Linked DNA regions of Ovis aries: region 2 is linked to region 1. Evidence: chromatin contacts called from public Hi-C data. All regions are on one chromosome and are shown on one strand. The core of a region is the stretch at or near the end of the contact, and the rest is flanking DNA. Distances in the headings are between cores, read along the strand shown. Region 1 overlaps ADGRV1 (adhesion G protein-coupled receptor V1). Region 2 holds the start of ARRDC3 (arrestin domain containing 3).

Region 1 (6,524 bases), core at 41-2,540:
AGATGTTTTTCAGTAGCTATGTACTACAGTACTATAGACTTCCCTGGTGGCTCGGGTGGTAAAGAATCTGCCTGCAACACAGGAGACCCAGGTTCAGTCCTGAGCCCAGAAGGCCCCCTGGAGAAGGGCATGGCAACCTCTGTCCATAGGGTTCTCCAGGCAAGAACACTGGAGTGGGTTGCCATTTCCTTCTCCAGGGGATCCTCCGGACTCAGGGATTGAACCTGGGCCTCCCACGTGGCAGACAGATTCTTTACCATCTGAGCCACCAGGGAAGCCTAAAGAGTTGGACACAACTGAGTGACTTTCAGTTTTACTTTTCACCATACTATACCACCTGCTGTTGGTTGAATCCTCAAAAGCAGAAAACATACATATTATTATGTACAGAACTATAAAATTATATGAGGATTTTTTACTCCGAGGGGTGTGGCATCCAACCTGTGCATTGTTCAAGTGTCAACTGTATGAGATAGTATTATGAGAAATACATTCTCAAATAATAAATCGAGTCGAAAGTTGGGACTTCCCTGGCAGTCCAGGGTTTAAGACTCCATGCTTCCGCTACAGGAGAACGTGTTCTCCTTCCTGGTTGGGAAATCAAGATCACGTATGCTGCATGGTGTGCCAAAACAACAGTAAAGAAAGAGTTGAAAGTAAATCCCCTTTTCTTAAAGAAGCACGGTTTCCTGATGTTTCAAACTGCTAGTTTTTAAGTATTTTTGATCAAACTTTGTAAAGAGTGTTTTTTTTTTGCTTATTTACCAATTAGTTTTAGCAATGAGTGAAATGCATTATGAAAAGGAAAGTTCAGTTTATACTTTCCTTATAGCTAGGCTGTTTTTCATTTTTTCATAACTGGAATAATTATGATTACATATTTATCTTAGAGATTTAGGTTTGGTAAACAAATGTGATGAGTTAACACCAGCATCAGGCCTGTTTGCATAACTTAAGAGCTTGCATCAGTTATTTTGCTGGACCTGGCCTCTTCCATATTTCCATAGAACTGTTTTCCCAGCTAAGTACTCTTGTGCAGATTGGATGTGCCTGACAATAGGAGCAATTTTTCAGCAACACTTGTCTGTTGTTTATGTCTGCCCAGTATCAACCCCATTATACTCTCTTTTTTTATTTTTAGTGACTTTTTTGCTCCTGACATCCCTTAATTTCAGAGCTCAAATTTCCACTGAAATCCAGAGGAAATGGAGAGCAGGGGAAGAGCTGCTAGTAAATAAAATACACTCTCTGCTATAGTCTCCAGAGAGGGCCTCTGTCAGTCCCTCCCTTTCTGAGCGTGGCTGGAACAGTGATGTCAGTCTGTCTTCCTTCTGTGCTCCGTTATTACTCAACTGCTAAGTAACAGATTTTCAAAAGTCGATGGCTCCTAATGAAATTCACTGGCCCCCTCCTTCAGCGAAGTGAATGCGCAGTGAGAATGAGTCAGGATAAAGGTATGTTCCCTGAACTCAATTTCAATGTCTCAAACAGCCTTTTAAACAAAGCCTGTAATTTTAGGGTTTGGTTTTGATCTCTGGCAATGATAAGCTTGTCTCTCCTTTTAGGCTCAATAGAATTTACTGACTTTTTCTGATTCATCAGCCAGTTCTTATGATTCATGGATCAGGAAGGAAAATTAATTTGAATGAAAAGAGGAAGTAGATAATTACAAATCCCTTTCTTATAAAAATCCCACACATATGTTTCAGGATGATATGTAAAGATGTAAAGGTGGCTTGATCCAGCTGGCTATGTATAACATGAATCTGAGGTAGTTGGAATCTCCTGGTACAATAAAGGCTACTTCTCTGCGTGGTAATATATTTGAGAATGAATGCTTCTGTTTCTTCTCAGATTCCATTTCTTTATATTTACTAATAGTAATGTAAATCAAGATTCCATTGCTGTTACAAAAATTACTGAAAGCCAATTATAATATTATGAAGTATCATCCCTTATATCCTGAGAATGAGTGACTTGTCTTCTGGCATCTTAAAATATTTCTTAAAGAGTCCAAGGAAACTCATTAAAAGCCAAAGGAAAAAAAGAGGAAATCAGTTCAGTTCAGTCGATCAGTCATGTCTGACTCTTTGCAGCCCCATGGACTGCAGCACACCAGGCTTTCCTATCCATCACCAACTCCCAAAGCTTACCCAAACTTATGTCCATTGAGTCGGTGATCCCATCCAACCATCTCATCCTCTGTCATCAGGGTCTTTTCAAATGAGTCGGGTCTTTGCATCAGGTTGCTAAAGTATTGGAGTTTCAGCTTCAACATCAGTCCCTCCAGTGAACACTTGGGACTGATCTCCTTTAGGATGGACTGATTGGATCTCCTTGCAGTACAAGGGACTCTCAAGAGTCTTCTCCAACACCACAGTTCAAAGCATCAATTTTTCGGCACTCAGTTTTCTTTATACTCCAACTCTCACATCCATACATGACTACTGGAAAAACCATAGCCTTGACTAGATGGACCTTTATTGGCAAAGTAATGTCTCTGCTTTTGAATATGCTATCTAGGTTGGTCATAACTTTCCTTCCAAGGAGTAAGCGTCTTTTAATTTCATGGCTTCAATCATCATCTGCAGTGATTTTGGAGCCCCAAAAAACAAAATCAGCCACTGTTTCCGCATCTATTTGCCATGAAGTGATGGGACCGGATGCCATGATCTTAGTTTGCTGAATGTTGAGCTTTAAGCCAACTTTTTCACTCTCCTCTTTCACTTTCATCAAAAGGCTCTTTAGTTCTTCACTTTCTGCCATAAGGGTGGTGTCATCTGCATATCTCAGGTTATTGATATTTCTCCCGGCAATCTTGATTCCAGCTTGTGCTTCATCCAGCCCAGCATTTCTCATGATGTACCCTGCATATAAGTTAAATAAGCAGGGTGACAATATACAGCCTTGACGGACTCCTTTTCCTATTTGGAACCAAATAGCTCCTAGTTAATGCAATACGCACTGTGCTGTGTCCTCCAACGATGGCCACCATCAGTTATTTCCCTCCCCTGATGAGTGTCCTACTCCCCCACATAAAGCAGTAGAGTCTGTTTCCCCTCCCTTTAACTTTTTGGGCTTGCTTAGGTGAAAGTGTCTGTTGATAAGTTGTGCCTGACTCTTTGCAACCCGATGGGCTATAGCCCACCAGGTTCCTCTGTCCGTGGAATTCTCCAGGCAAGAATACTGGAGTGGGTTGCCATTTCCTTCTTTGGGGATCTTCCCACCCCAGGGATCAAACCTGGGTCTCGGACATGCTTAGACCAAGATAATCTGATGGAAGTGATACTGCCTCATAATGGGTCAAGTGTTTAGGAGGACAGGCAGTTTCAGCTTCCTTTTTCTTGGAAGCCAGCCACAATTTAAGAAGTCTGATTACTCTGAGACAACCATGATATCAGCATCTCCAAGCTAGTTGTGTGGAGTGACCACATGAATAGGCATATTTAACCCTCCTCCAGGCTTCCCAGGTGGCTCAAACAGTAAAGAATCCACCTGCAACGTGGGAGACCTGGGTTCGATCCCTGGGTGGGGAAGATCCCCTGGAGAAGAGCATGGCAACCCACTCCAGTATTCTTGCCTGGAGAAGCCCCATGGACAGAGGCACCTGGTGGGATACAGTCCATGGCATCACAAAGAGTCAGACGTTACTGAGCAACTAACACATCAGCCCGCCGTTGTTTCAAGCATCCCAGCTCTGATTCCAGACATAGGAGTGAAGAAGCCTTCTTGTCTGATCCAGCCCAAGTAGACACCACACAGAACAGAAAACTGCCCGGCCCAGATTGTAAAATATTTTAAGCCACCAAGTTTGTTATGTAGCAATCGATAGCTGAAACGCTGTGGTTCTGGTGTCCTGATTTTTTGCACATCAGAATTCTAAGTATGTCATTGTCATTTTAAATTTTATTGTCATTTTTATTTTATTGCATTGTTTTATTTTAATTTTTATTGCCTGTCATTTCAAACACATATTGTAAAATTCTAAGTCTATCATTGTCTTTTTAAATTTTACATGGTTTATAAATACAAATGAAAAACACAATATGTTTTTTTTCCTTAACCAAAATTGAAGTTTCCACTGAAGCAAAGTAAAAGTAATCTTACCTAGTAATAGTACATACTTAAATCAGATCCAGAATGACCAATATTACAGGTTTCATATGTCCTTGGCAGAAAACTGCTTGTTTGCAGTCTATTCCCAGTTCCATTGCTGAAAAGAAAATAAAAAACAATACCTAAGGACCAAAGGAAAACCCCAGAACTCCTCGCTGCACAATAAACAATCTCTTCCACTTGAGCTTTAAAAAAATCTTTGTGAGCACAGTTTAGTCTCCCACATTTTATCAGTAATGCTGGGGAAAATCCAAAATATTTAAAGAAACATTTTGGATGCTCATCCCCTGCTTAGATTTATATCTGTGACCTCAGTCTTCAAAGATTCAAATCAGAATCTTTGAACCTGAAAGATGATATGTAGTTGTTCAATGTGTATTGCTTTGTGTTTTTTTTTTTCATTATTGTTATTGACTGGGGACTTGATATTGCTCATTAAAATCTCCTAGAACTTCAACATCAGGAATTAGTTTCCTAAGGCTTAGAACATTGAGATAAAAAGTAAAAATTAAAATCAAAGAGTTGCGAGAAAGCTTACATTTCTGTTTGAACTCCTGATTTCCACATGTAACCAAAGAAGAAAAGGGACTAGTAATTTGTGGCAGAGCTGGGTCTTTCCAAACTCGTTTCCCAAATGTTTATACCTCAGGGACTGCCTTTTACCTAGTCTCTGTTTAAAACTGTTGAGCACAAGGGTGGTTCTGTTTAGGCTATTTCAGTACTAAAGCTTCAATTTCAGTTTATTTTCAAGGTGGATAAAGGACATAGAGCATGGATGTAGTAGGACTGGGAGAGAATAAAAGGCTGGACTGCATGTTAAGTGGCAGCTATGGGTGGACTTTAGCCCTGGTAGTATCATCATTATCATTGTAACAGCTACTAATTGCTGGTATACCAGCACACTGTGCTAAGCATTTTGTGTCTATTTTCTCAATTTTCACAAAAATCTTGTGAAGCACATATAGTGAGACAAGAAAATGAAAGAAACGAGAGGCTTAGAGAGGTGTCAGATTTGCAAAGCTGTTGAATTGTGTGGTTTGGGTTAGAACCACAAGTGGCTCCTAAATTCTCCAGAGCTCTCTTTACCACCATCACCAGTGCCTCACCGTTCGCCATTTTGCCGTCAAATCTTTCATTGAGAAAAATGACACGTAAACGTTAAGTTAAACCTAGAGAGCTCCAATTCCATAAAAGGAATTGTTAGGCTCTGTGCCCCAGGAAGAATTTGAAGTGATTCAGGCTAGCAAATTGTTTCTTCATCTTCTAATTTCCAAGAAAGACTGCCTTGTCTTTTTATGGTACTGAAATGTGCCTAGTTTTCCTCACTATTCGCATATATAGTGCAGGCGTAATAATAATATTTAACTTTATAGAGCTGTTTCAAGGATTAAATGTTCATTCATATTAAGTCTTTAGTATACTCTGAAACATAGTGAGCACGCAGTATGCATTGGTATTTTTATCAGCATAACAGCTCTTTCGGTGTGTAACTGGTGCAGAATATTTTGTCCTGAATCATCCCTATATATCTTTCAAATATGCGCCTCTCTTCCTTTTTTCATCATTATGCCTGGTGTATATTAATCGACTCGAGTTGTCGTAACAAAATGCCATAGACTGGTTGGTTTAAACAGTAGATATTTATACCTCACAGTTATAGAGGTTGAGAAGTCCCACAGTCTGGGTGCTGGCCAATTTGGTTCCTAACAAGAGCCCTCTTCCTGGCCTGCAGATGACCATTCTCTTGCTATGTTCTTACTTGGGGGAGAGAAGGAAAGAGAAAGGGAGAGAGTTGGCCCATGTCTCTCCTTGTAAGGGCACGAATCCCATTGTGAGGACTCTACTCTCATGACTTAATTAACTCCCTATGTCCCTATTTCCAAATACCATCATATTGAGGGTTGGGGTTTCAACACATGAATTTTACAGAGTCTCAATTCAGTTCATAGCACATAGCTTCTATCGTCATCTCACAGCTCTCTTAAGACTGATATTTCTTGGTTCTTGTCTGTCCTCCTTCCACATGGAACTTTTAAAAGGTTAAATTGACAGCATCATTCATTCATTCAATAGCAGTCCTGAGACTATAGGATAAAAGGGAAATTCTACTGCTTTCATGCATGAAGTTTCCATAGGCACAGCCATTCTGAATTAGTGCTATTGTCTAAAAAGGACATGATGTCTGCTCAGTCTGGACTTAATAGTGGAACTGAATTCAGTCTCACTTGCTGAGTTCATCATTCATGGTGATTGGGCAGGAGAAGGAATGCAACTGAAAATAATTTCTTGATACCCATCATGAATAGGCTTCAGCAGAATGTTAGTGGAAGATATGATGATGGTACACATTTTAAGCCGTTATCTAAGAGCATCACAGTGGCATTGCTGCTCATATGCATTACACATTC
Region 2 (6,467 bases), core at 2,821-5,320, 280 kb after region 1:
AAATATGAATGTGAAAACTCAAACGATTAGAAAACTGCTAAGTAGATGTTGGGAGTTAAAAAAAAAAAAAGGAACAGTGATTTTAATGTCGGTTTCATAGTCAAAAATAAAAATTGTTACTGAACCTAAAATTATGACCTCAGTCTAATAGCTAAAAATTCACATATATATGATGTACCTTAGACTTAAAATGTGCCTGCTTAACGGGAAAAAACAGGTCATACATCCTTGAAAAATGAAGATAAGGATGTTCCCCAGTGCTAGGGAAAAAACAGGATGACCTTTGATTTTACATCCAATTTCTTTTGATGAAATAGGTTATTTTTCAAACTATCTAAAAAAAAAAAAAACCCTCAGGGAAATACGGGAGGGGGTTCTGGATTCTTGACATGCTTTTCTGAAGCGTTCTAACTAGGTAATTTAATTACATAAATGTCTACTAACGCAGCTTCCTCGGTGTAGAAACCTTTATCATTAAATAGGCTGTCAGAAACGGGTATTATCATTTAACTTTCCCTCAAAAAAGTAATAAATACACACACAAAAAATGATGCTTCCCTCAGAGGGGGGAAAAAAAGATGCCTATATGTGGATACCTTTTATTCAATAACCATCACGACTCAGTCTTGTCACCATTATTTTGTTCTTCTCCCCCCACCCCCGTGCAAATTCTCTCTCCTGGATTTCGGCCCTGAAAGCGGCTGATGAGTTGGGGGACATTTAAAACCGCTCCCTCCTGAAGGCGCCCAAAGTTTGCCTCCCTGTCTCTCCTTTTCTTCCCTTCTCGCTCCCTTTTTGTGCCAGCTCAGCAGTCTCATTGAGGCGAGCGGCGGCGGCGGCCGCGCCGTGGTAAACAAGTGCCGGGCTGTCAATCAAGAACTAGACCGGAGCAGGAGAGGACCGGCCTAAACCGGCGCGAGCAGATCCCAGCCGGCCCGCCCGCGCGCCGCCGCCGCCCGCGCGCCCCGCTATACATACGGCATATGTCGCGCGGCGCTCGCACTCGCGCTCGCACAGCCTAGCCTGCTGGCGGCGGGAGGGGGCGGGGCCAGGGCGCCGCAGCGCTTCCGCTTTACACGCCCCAGCCGGTGACCGGTTCGATCTGGCTCGGGCCACCCTGACACCTTTAAATTTGCAGCAAAGGAAATAGGGGTGGGGGCGGCGAAGGGATGCAAAAGCTCGGTGGTGGCGGTGGGGGAACAATGGCGGGGCTGGTGGTGACAGGGAATACTCGCCAAGGCCCCCACCAAACCCTGCCTTCGATGTTCGTGTCACTTTCCCCGTCCCGGCCAGCCTTGGGGGCGCGCTCTCCCCTCAGGGCAAATCAAGGTAGCCCGTCCGGTGCCTGCAGAGACCGGGCAACACGCTTTTGTTTCAGCTAGGAGGGGGATAGAGCGTTCAAAGGAGCTTCCAACAACTTCTACCTGAAAAACCTGGAAAATGGGGTCCGGCTAACCCGGCCCAGCCAACTTCCCCGTGACAGAACTGTCAGCTAAAAAGTTGCTCCCAGGGCCACCTGGCACCTGGAAGGCTTGCCTCTCCTCTCGGTTGAAACCTGAAGTCGTCCCTTTCCAGCTCTGCAAGCGAGGTGAGGTGAGGGGGGGAGAGAGAACGTTATGTGACAGGAGCCCCGTGCGTTTCCAGAAGCCCGGGCAGGGACTCGAGAAGGGGCGGGGGCAGCGGCGGCTCAGGAGGGACCTTTACCGGCGCACGCCGGTTCCAAGCCTCGCCCCAGCCGGCGAGCCCTCTCTCCCCACCCGCCTGCGCCCAATCCAATCAGAGCCTGGCATCGCCTTAGCAACAGGCTAACAAACCCGGCTCCGCCTATCGCCGGCCGCCCGGGGCGGGGCCTCAGTTACCAGGCTAGTTTGAGAGGTCCCAGTTCTAAAGTCATTGAAACTCTTCCAAGCCGAAGAGCTCGTCCATGCTTGCAGGGGTTGAGGGGTGTCCCATGGCGGGGGTGGGGGGGTGCAACACAGTGTTCTTTACTATGAAACCGTGGCGCAAGCAATGAAATTTGTGTTTGTCCCCGTAAGTCGTATTATTATTCTACTTTCACCCCACTGTGCACCTTAACTCCTTAAAAACCTGTTTTTTCTAACTCATCTTAAAAAAAGCTACCAGTCTAGGAAGGATCAAATACAAACTCCTGGGCGTGCTGTTCAACCAATACCGGGACTGTCATTAGGCAGTTCCATTTCTTAAGACTGTCACTGCTTGGAGAGATTAACTAGAAATTATTTTAGTATGCAAATGATCTGTGTGTAACTGAAAACGCAATTAAAAGACTAATTTCAATCTTAATACTTTAAAAATAAGCGTTCATGCAGTTAATTCAAAGCACCCTACGTTTCCACACTTGCCTTAGTTCAATTAGCACTTCCTCATGGGTGTGTATTTTTTAATTAAAAGGTTAAAAACGTGCTCTATTTTTTAAAAAATTTCAACATTCGAACTAAATACTGCATTAAAAAGGAGAAGCACAAAATTACATAACCAGTTTTCACATTATATTCTTCTTGGGCTAGGAATTAAGTCATCGTCACCACCTGACGCGTGTAACCAATCTGCTGAGAGCAGAACAAGCGCCCCTCCTCACCACCCCCCAGAACTGGTCCGAAACAGGATTGAACCGCTTCTAACAAAGGGTGGAAACTTAGAAAAACAAGCTTAGAGTCTCCTATATTTCCACAATGTAACCATTTAAACAATAGATTGGAAATCTCAGGACCCCCTTTCCCTTTGACAACCGTTTATCTTCCTTTTCTGACCAAAAATCAAATCCAATGAGCCGAATACTTTTCAATTCCATTTGACTGGCAGGGGTTTCATTGAATCCACGTTCCAAAGTTAGGCATGATGCTCGGAAAAGAAAATTTCTGACCCTAAATGGCTTTTAAAACTGATTTTTAACACATCATCATGATAGGTGCTGTCCTTTAAAATAGAGAACGCCTGAGTAAATTTCTGAAGGAATTGGAAAGAATAGGGAAAAAACACGTGGGGTGTTCATACCATATGTCAAAATAACCCACAGAAACCCTTTATCGAGAACTACGGTCAATTCTCTAAAAGTCTTTTGCGTGTCAATATTAAAAAATGAAATACACCTATTAACCCACTTTAAAGTGTTATTTCTTCATTGAAGCTTAGTTTTTAAGACCTCAGGTTGCAGCGTATAAGGGAAAAATCTAATATTCGACTGCAGCTTTTAGCAATTCATTTGAAAACATGTAAGTAAAATTACTGAATCGGTTTTAAGCATAATTTATATGTAAGGTTGAAATGGATTCCAAATGTGTATGGCACAAACCAAGCCGGGTATAGAGGTAGTTGAATAAGTGCAGTTTGCAGTCACTTTGCAGATGCCTGCATGCGTTACGGCTTAACACACGATGAATGTCAAGGAGAATCCAAATCTTCTAACTTTGCTAACCTTTATCAAACTGCTATATGTTATGCTAGGAGCAGGATTACATTAATTCAGAAAAATTGAAAAGGCACTTTCCAAAGAAAGGTCTAATAATTTCCTAACAATGTTTAAAAAAAAAAAACTTACCTCTTTCGTGTCCAATTAAGATGTCTTTATGGTTGAAATATTCTACTTCTTCAGTGTAATTCTGTGTATAGGCAGTATTGGAGCCGGCGTTTCTCGATTCGGTCCAGCGTACTTTCGCATGTCCTCTTGCATGAATTTTAAGAGATTTTACTCTGATTTCCCCCGTAACTTCTAAATTCACCCTTCCTGAGACTGTATCCCCACTAGAATACACAGGGACATTGCTGTCATTAAGACAGTCAAAGCTTATTGTCAAACTCTTTACCTTTCCAAGCACCATGTTTATAACAAAATCTATAAAAAATATAATGTAAGACAAAAAAAGTCAAGATCACATATATGATGTGATCCTCACTTAACACTGATCTATGTCTTTGCCGTGCAAAAAGCTTGCAGGCAGATCAGCGATTCTTTACAAATAGTTCATTGAGATTTCTTAAAAAGTCAGGGCAGCACAGAGGCTGCTGGCTGCTCCGCGCTACTGCGAGTCTCAGTGGTCTCCTTACAAAGACGGGCGGCTGGAAGCTGCCAGCTCACTTTAAGAGGAGCTTTGTGAAAAACAACCCAGGTGCGCATGCGCACGCCGCGGCTGCTGTCGGCCCTCCCAGCGCGCCCCCTCCCGCGCCCGGCTCGCTCTCTGGCTCGTTTGCTCGCTCGCGGGTACAGTAGGTGTAAGCCACGGGAGGAAGACACTGGGGCTGCTGGGAGGCTGAACCAGACTTCTCTGCATTGTGGCCTCCTATTGGTAGGCAGGCTACCGTAAACCCTCGATGTGCTAGCCAGAGTCCCTTATCGAGCACACTCTAGTAGAAAGATGATGGCCGAGGGGGCCACCGGGGGACAAGGTTTGGGTGGGGAGCTGTTTGCAAAGGGCAGTAAGGATAAAACTGCTGAGTGACCGGCCCGAAGCATGCGTTCCCGGCACTGCAGGGTTTTGCCCACTGCCTGGATGGGAGGAGGAAAAAGTGATGTATGTAGAGAGATGGGGGAAGGGGAGAAACCGGTTGGGCAAGGGCTGGTCGCTGAGCATAATCTTAACGAATTTCAAAAGAAAATGTAATAAAAATCAGAGAAGAGATAATGTTCAGTAGACAAGAGCATTCTTGGCTTGGTTTTTTAAAAATTTTTATTTAAAAAAGACCAGTGCCTTGTAGGCAGGGTGGAAATGACCTAGTCGAGACGTTAAAAGAGATTGCAACAAGGAGCAAAGAAGAGAAGCATCTATAATTTAATCATTATATTTTGCTTTCTCCTCCACTGCTTTCTCTTCCATCTCTTAATTCGATACCAATAAAAACAACCAAGATGTTTGCTTGATGACACCAGGGGAAAAAAGGTTTGACCACTTCCTCGAAGGAAGAAGCCATCCTTTTTTTGAGACACCACCTACAGCTAGATTTGCAGGGTATGACATGATTGTAACTCCTGTGTCCAGAGGGTTAAGAATAGGATTTGGCCTAAAAAAGTACCACCTTATAAAAGGCAGCATGACATAGTGTTTTAGCTGACATAATGTTTACAGCAGCATTGAAAAATCTTTGTTAGAAGTTAGTGAAGCCCAGAGGATGGTTTTTAAAAAAGAATGATTTGTTATATAACTAGGACTTAATTCTGTGAAGCTTTAATTTTGATTTTCAGCTTTGGACTGTTCAACATAATAATTCACATATCTATCTTAAGGACAAGTACATTTGTCTCTTTATTGAGAATGTTTTGATAACAAATTGGAGTGCTTTCCTGTATCACACTGGGAAGCAAGGCTTAACAGCATAAAATCATCTAGATTGTATGGAATCAATGAAATTACCTGTAAGAGAGGAATGGGGAGAACAGAATATGAATCTCAAATTATGTATACATAACTAAATACTCTTCGGAAGATTTTTGACTGTGTGTAAACTGCTTTAAATTATTTTGTGCAGTGTATTAAGATAGGATGAAGCTCTAAATCATGACCCATTGAGCTCATTGGTCTTGCTGGTTTTTTTTTTTTTTAATCCAGAAACTGAGTTTTATTTGTTGCTTTTAGTTGAAAGGCAGCATTTGGGAGTCAAGAGCATTATATAAATTGCTTACATGGAATATAAATATGCAAACTATTTTGACAGTTAAAGAGCTGGACATTTATCTCTGATAGAGCTTAGATGGTTTTGCTGAAAACTGAATTCGTGTATTTCAGTGGTGGTGAGGGGAAATAGTCTTTTTTCCCTCTTGCATGACACCTGGTGGCTTTTCTAGTTGTTCAAATACTTGGGATTTTGTACTGGCCTTGATAACTGATGCTATTTGGGTTTTTCTTGCCACCTAGTGGTAAAAGTGGTGAATTTGTGTTAGCTTAAGGTCAAACTATATATCTAGTGTTCAGATGACTTTGGGCGTGGATTTAAAAGTGAAGTTTATAGTGAGGCCTTTACTACCGGAGTTATTTTAAATTACTAAGGGCCAGTGAGCAGTGGTTGAATTCTTCAGAATTTTTAGTAAAATTTCTCCTTTACTAAAACCTCTTTACTAAAATCTCTTTAGCAAGTTGGAGTATAGTTTATTTCTGAAAAAATAAGTCAGCTGTTTAAATTAAGACAACTAGAATTCCATTTAACCAAAAAGAATTCTGAAGAGATTTACTTGTATTTTGGAAAATCGTTTTAGCCCGTTAAATGATTCAATCCTGTCATTATATTACATTATTCCTTCTGTCTGAAGCTTTTAGGATATTATAAATCATTCTCGTCATTATTTTTCTACTTCTCTGTTTTCTTTTTACAGTGTCTTCCTAAACGCTTTAGTAACTGACAAGTTGCCAAGAAATTGTTATCTCCTATCACTTTGACTAAAGATCCTACTCACTTACCCTAATTATAACCATTCTTCTCTTTGGATTCAGTCATGTGATTATTTCTTAAACACCTAA

Evidence for each region. A called contact is a pair of places that touch in the nucleus more often than the background predicts.
Region 2: a contact with region 1 is called in a Hi-C map of skin fibroblasts, with 2.8 times the contacts expected there. The contact joins the promoter of ARRDC3 here to the enhancer-like site in region 1. A contact is called at or near these places in 4 of 16 Hi-C or Micro-C datasets (blood, mixed tissues, retroperitoneal adipose tissue and 1 more).

Annotation. Positions count from the first base shown.
Region 1 is chr5:88,221,316-88,227,839 of ARS-UI_Ramb_v3.0, forward strand. The region is part of intron 86 of ADGRV1 (adhesion G protein-coupled receptor V1); the gene reads left to right. Among named protein-coding and RNA genes, the nearest start is that of ARRDC3, 280 kb to the right of the region's middle. Within about 2 kb of position 1,291, at least 12 of the 54 cell types and tissues checked have an H3K27ac peak or open chromatin away from gene starts, as enhancers often do.
Region 2 is chr5:88,496,875-88,503,341 of ARS-UI_Ramb_v3.0, forward strand. It overlaps ARRDC3 (arrestin domain containing 3), which reads right to left and starts at 4,071. Exons shown (of 9, transcript XM_060415993.1): 1 at 979-4,071.